2 separate regions of the Zea mays genome follow, and region 2 is linked to region 1. A link is a contact called in public Hi-C data. All regions are on one chromosome and are shown on one strand. Each heading gives the region's core, a stretch centred on a gene start, on an enhancer-like site or on the middle of the called end of the contact. The rest is flanking DNA. Distances are from core to core; before and after follow the strand shown. Region 1 holds the start of LOC100277968. Region 2 has its middle 43 kb from the start of LOC100282675.

What was found. A called contact is a pair of places that touch in the nucleus more often than the background predicts.
Region 2: a Hi-C map of tassel shows a contact between it and region 1, with 4 times the contacts expected there. The contact joins the enhancer-like site here to the promoter of LOC100277968 in region 1. A contact is called at or near these places in 3 of 25 Hi-C or Micro-C datasets (ear, endosperm and tassel).

What each region holds. Positions count from the first base shown.
Region 1 is chr10:70,878,870-70,881,826 of Zm-B73-REFERENCE-NAM-5.0, forward strand. It overlaps LOC100277968, which reads left to right and starts at 1,544. Exons shown (of 2, transcript NM_001165542.2): 1 at 1,544-1,759. The coding sequence starts at 1,672.
Region 2 is chr10:71,035,609-71,038,633 of Zm-B73-REFERENCE-NAM-5.0, forward strand. No RefSeq gene overlaps it. Among protein-coding and RNA genes, the nearest start is that of LOC100282675, 43 kb to the right of the region's middle. Within about 2 kb of position 1,748, at least 18 of the 20 cell types and tissues checked have an H3K27ac peak or open chromatin away from gene starts, as enhancers often do. A contact at or near this core is called in ear, endosperm and tassel, where this site is marked.

The DNA of each region.
Region 1 (2,957 bases), core at 294-2,793:
TTTTGTGCCTATTTTTCCATGTGAGAAAATGTTTAGCTGACATGAGAAAATAGGGGACCAAATGGATTGATATTGAAATAAAATACCACCACACATACACTAAGTCAGGAGTGCTCCAAAAATACCAAACCAAACCCTCGCTTTTTACTCCGTTCCAATGCCATGACACACACTAGAAGTGCCCAAAAAATCCCAAACCAAATCTTTGTATTTCATGCACTTCGCTTTTCCCTAGGGAAAAAAACTGAACCAAAACCCTTGCGTCGCTAGGACTAGGAGCAGAGCAGGGCACAACAGAGCAGATTAGCCGCTTACCTGGACCGTTGCAGCGATGGCGGCCGGATCCGGAGTCCAAAGCAGCAACCGCTGTCGCCGGAGCCGTGGGTGGGCAGGGATGCTTGGGGAGGGAGGGAGGGAGCGTGAGTCGCATGAGACGCAGGATGAAGAGAGAGAGAGGATGTGAGGAGGAACGAAGTGTCACCTAGAAGCCTCCAGATAAGACACATGGGCGCACGAGAGAGCATGGGAACCAACGATTGAACGACTAAGGCCCTGTTTGTTTCAACTTATAGATTATATAATCTATAATATAATTTAGATTATATAATCTGGATTATTTGCTCTGGATTAAATAAGCTAGGTGCTGCTGTTTGTTAGCTCAGATTATTTGGACTCGGCTTATTATTCATATGCATACAAATATAATAATACCCTTGATTGTTTTAATTGTCTGGTGGGTGAGAACGCTTATGGATAGGTGGATGGCAATTGGAAGTAATTTTAATCAACTTGCCATGGGTAGTGGGTCTTTCATAAAAAATAAGCTGAAATAAGCACCCTTTGATGAGCTTATAGGATTATCATAATCTCAAGTGCTAGATTATATAATCTTATCAGATAAGTTGCTTGTTTGTTTCCTCACTAGCTTATTTACATTGGATTATATAATCTATATAGATTATAATCTCAAACAAACAGGGCCTAAGATAATTCGACTGACGTGGATGGTCTATCATGCCCCGTTTCCTTCCTGCTTTAATAATAAAGAAAAGAAATAAGTGAGCATTGAAGCTGTCCTTACAACACCATTTGTACACACGGTGAAAATTTCAGATGCGTGGGTCAGTAAACATGGCGCCTATCCGTCCATGTAAAAATAAAAAAAAGTAGTAGAGACACAAAGGATCATGACGTCTATGGACTCGGCTCTATGAACCTGAGAACATTTGCCAGCCATCGGATGAAAAGCAGGTTTCGCCCATGAAGATAATTTGGGACGGACAGCATCAGATCGCTCATCAGTGGTGGTGGTGGTGATAGAGAGAGATATTTTGGGAGGAGCGAAGGAAACTAGCTGCGCCCACTCCCCAGCGTGTACGTGTCGGCGCGACGGCGGCAGGCGCCAACCACGTGCACCTGGAAACCCGGCAGGTCGCAAGCGTCGCGAGGGAGGCCACAGGCCCCACAGCCCGCAGGCCGCAGCGGCCGGCCTAAGTGCCTAACCCTGCCCCACACACCCCGCCGACCGCAACGAACGAAACCCACCGGATAAAACCGCCTTGCCTGCGCACTGGTGCCTGCGGAAACTGCGACTCCTCCTCGGTCCTCGCAGACGATTCACCCCGCACCGCGAGCGAGGAGAGGAGCCTGGCCGCGAGGGCGTCGACGCTGATGGCGGCGTGGTGGCGGAGGAAGGTGGTGCCCTGCGCGCGCCGCGCCTGGGCCGCCCTCGCCGCGCGGCTCCGCGCGCGTAAGCCTGGTCAGTTATTACCGTGCCCCCTCCTCTTGCCTAACCCCCCCTGTCGTTTCGTTCTGCTGCGTATGCGTGGTCGTGAAGAGGATCGGGGCGAGATCGTCCTGCTCTGGAATCGCGTGTCTGTTCTGTTTCTGTTTGGGGGTGGGTGGGCTGGTTTTAAACCCTGTTCTTATTCTCTTCATCGAAACAGGGGTTTCATCTCCACCAAACATATACACGCATGGTTCGAGAATTAGAGCGTGCTCGTCTCTAGAATTCCCTTTCAGCGATTCAGTTTTTACAGCTCTGTCGCCGTTAGTAGGACCCATGCTGTTCTCCTTGAAAATCGGCCAATGTCACGCCGTTTGTCCTCCCCTAACCTCGACCGGAGGAGCAAGACGTCGAGCACTCTGCCCGCCCGCCCAACCGGATGTCTTCCTCCGTCGGCTCGGCAGCGCTCCCGATCGCCTCGCTCTCCGCTCCTCAACCCACCGCCGCCGCCGGTCCGGCCGCCGCCCGAGGCCCTCTGCCCCTGGCAATGGACCGACCGCTGGGTCGCGCGCCCCGAGCTCCGTGCGACTGTCGCGTCGTAATAGAGTTTATTACACGTTACTATTACTTAGGAGTATTAAAAACAACCGAAGGGGTTATTGGTGATGGGTACTACAGAGTACAGAGGAGGCCATAAAACAGGGGCCTGCAGGGCACTGGCGCTCTCAATTGCAGGGCAACAGAACAGAGGACGGCACGGCAATCCCCTCCCTGTCCCCGGGATCTTGTTGCTTAGCAGCAGCACGAAATCTGGACGATATCGACTTGAATGGCCGCCGCGCCGCGTGGCCTCACCACGAGGCACGCGGGGCGTACCCTCCCCTGTCCCCACAGGCCCACATACACACGCCGCATGATGCTGCCTTGACATATAAGCCCTGCTACCATTGACCTCTAGCGCCACACACAGGTGGACCATGGCCGCCGCTGCCTTTGCGTTGAATGTCGCCATCGGTCCATGTGCTGGCTTAAATATCTTGTGCCTTTAGATACGTACCACACCATTGGAGCACCGGAACTGTGTAAGCTTGAAAGATTTACCATAATTCTGTCCACAATCCACATCCTGCCCCGAGCGAGATACTATGAGAAATTCTAGATGGACCCATCCTTTGGAAACCAACCAAACTGAGCTCCAGATTAAATCCAGTTGTTCGAACTACTACAACTA
Region 2 (3,025 bases), core at 498-2,997, 160 kb after region 1:
GATAAAGAAGAAGCACTCAACCAGTCTAAGTGACCGATTGAGAGATGGAAAGGGTTGAAATAGACCTAGTCTTTGTGACCTCCTCAACGAGGACTAGGTTCTTTGGAACCGAACCTCGGTAAAACAAATCATTGTGTTCACTCTCCATATTTCTTGGTTGATTTGTTTTCCCTCTCTTTACGACTTGAGTTTAACTCTAACGCTAACCCTGGCTTGTAGTGTGTGTTTAAAGTTATAAATTTCAGGTTTCGCCTATTCACCCCCCCCCCCCCTCTAGGCGACTTTCAAATCTACTCCAGTTTTATGTGTAAAGATGACTTCGGTCATAAGGGCCCTTAGTTGCACATGTATCAATTAACACTGCACAGTTGGACCCATACTCTTTTCCTCACGAAAGGGGTGAAGTTTTTAATGAGGCGGAGCCTTGTAATAAAGTAGAGAAAATCCCCTACTAATGTGTGAGCCAAAACGGCTCACCGAGCCCAACATTCGGCCATGACAAGTCACCGTTGTAGAAGATACAACCTCGCTTGCGGCGTGCAACAGATACCTAACGGTGCGAAGATGCCTAAGTGTGCAGTCAAATTAAAATAAAATCTTGGCGAAGACACCTAAGGGTGCAAAGATGCCTAATGGCATAGCCAGATTAAAATAATTTTTGGAAAACACATCTAAGGGTGATAAGATGCCTAAGGGCACAACCAGATTAAAATAAAATCTTGGCGAAGACACCTAAGGGTGCAAAAAGGCACCGGAGGGTATAGAAACCGATACAACAAAAATAAAACCACCTCAGGTCCAACATTTGCCCCTGATCGACAAAGGGGAAAGAGGGCAGCGTTTCATGCTAACTATTGCCAATCAGAGACAAGTGCCACCAAAATACGCCTGGCACGGGAGTGCATCACAATCACCGGAGCCACAACCATAAAGAAGTCATTAGTACATGTCTGCAAAACAACACACAGTCAAGGACTAGGAGGCTCCTCCTTCAGGATAAGCACGCGCTCCCTACAACTAAACAACATAATCTCTAGCTCTTGGCCCTTGTCAAGAAGCCCAAGGACAGACTCGCTAACACGATCCAAGGTGCAATCGCTACGGGCCCAAAATCCACATCACCGAGTTCTTTAGCATAATACATAGCTAGCTCCCTATCAGACATGGGGTCAACCAAGTCAAAGTACTCCTGAGTGACGTCGACCGCCACCTCGCCTACAGGCTACAGGTCGATGGGCCAGCGCCATCTACCTACGAAGACGCTACCTGGCTCGGTTGCACCAGGACAAGTACACTGTGATCCCTCGACCACCCCACTAATAGAAGGTACACCAGCTACACCGGAGGCCTCTGATGTCACGAAAAAAAATCAAAGTCCTCTTTAGAGGACTTGTCATCCATCGCCCTGAAAAAGCCTAAGTCATCCTCGTCAACCGATAACTCAGAATCAAAATAATCATCGACCCGGCCTATTGGAGTTTGCTGGACAACGACAAGCTAAGGGTTAACACATAAACCGTTATATATACAACGAGTCCTCTTCCTTGATCAAAAGCACTTCAGGTTCGCTTTGCACAGGCTCCCAAAAAGGAACCTGCGCAAAAGCATTGTTCGAAGAACAAAAGTGTCAAGCTCTGCCATCTTACAAACAAAAGTGATCTCTGTCAGAACGGATTTACACCTTTCCAGCAGTCGAAGGCTTCAAAGTGCGAGAGGTCCCCCCACCGGTGTTGTCGCGGCCCCTTGGCGGCTGTGCCGGCATGGCTGTCACGGGGTCGGCCACCGTGGACTCGGTTTTCTCGGCCTCCACCGTATCCTTCCTCGTACACCTTCCTCGCCTGTTGCAGAATAGTCAGAAAATGACCAAGCAAAGCAAGCGAACCACCAAAACCATAGCAAAGAACACTTATTACCCGCTCTAGCTCAGCCATAGAGAACTTAATTGTGAGCAACCTCAGCGCCGAAGGGGACCCAAATGTGGTCAAGCATTTCGCCCGCGGTCGTGCCAATAACCTCGCCAACTTTGGTCATTAGCCCTTGAATCACCTCGAATAGCCTCGCTCGTGGTCTCTATCCGTAGCCAAGCCTCCCAGCGGTTGAAGAGACCTCGAATAGTCTAGGTCCAATGGATGGACAACAGCCCCCAACTCATGATACACATGACTATAGTCATTAAATACAACTCGGGCATGTGTCTGCATGCTCTGAGCAAAGACCGCCGAACGAAGGCGCTCAGTACTGTAGAAATCTCTCTATTCACGGTTGCTAGCTCTTTCCGTTGGAAGGCGGCCTCCGATTTGGCAGACTTCGCCCGCTACTCGAACCTTCTTTTCTTTCAGCTTCGCCCTTATGATCAAGCACACGGCCGCCTTGGCAGCGGTTGCTTCCTCTTGGGATTTTGCAAGGGGGGCTAGCACTTCGCCAACAGCCGCAACCTGGAAGAGCAAAATGTCAATTGGAAAACACCTATGCAAGCACCAAGCCAGGATCTATTATCGAGCGTAGATGCGAAGCGGACTCTTTCAAGGCCCCTTCGGTGATTTCTGAGGCATCCATCTCCCCCGCGCCACAATAGCAGAGTGTACAGCCTCCCACGCCCCATCTTCAGACCCAGACACGTCTCAAGTCCCCTGAGCGCCCAGCATCACTCCTACAAAAACACGCAGGTTAGCCCTCAATGATGGTTTCACAGCCAGCTCCATATCAGTGAAGTTAAAGTCATCAGTAACCAGGGGCGTCGAGGCAGCTATGGTCACCTCCACCCCCACCTCAACAGCAATATTCGCCTCCTTAGGAGACTTCGCCTGGGCTTTCCTTATTTTTATCGCGTCGCCAGGTTCACCACCCCATATGTCGAAGTAGAGGACTTCCCCTTCGGGTCCATTGCTGCAGCAATGACATATGGGATGTTATGCGAGTAAGGGAAGGTAAGCAACTCCCTCGCCATGCAAGCTAGCACAATGTCTTCGAAGTCGCAAGCCGTAGTCGCGTCCCTAACAACCCAACGCTTCGCGCTACCTGAACC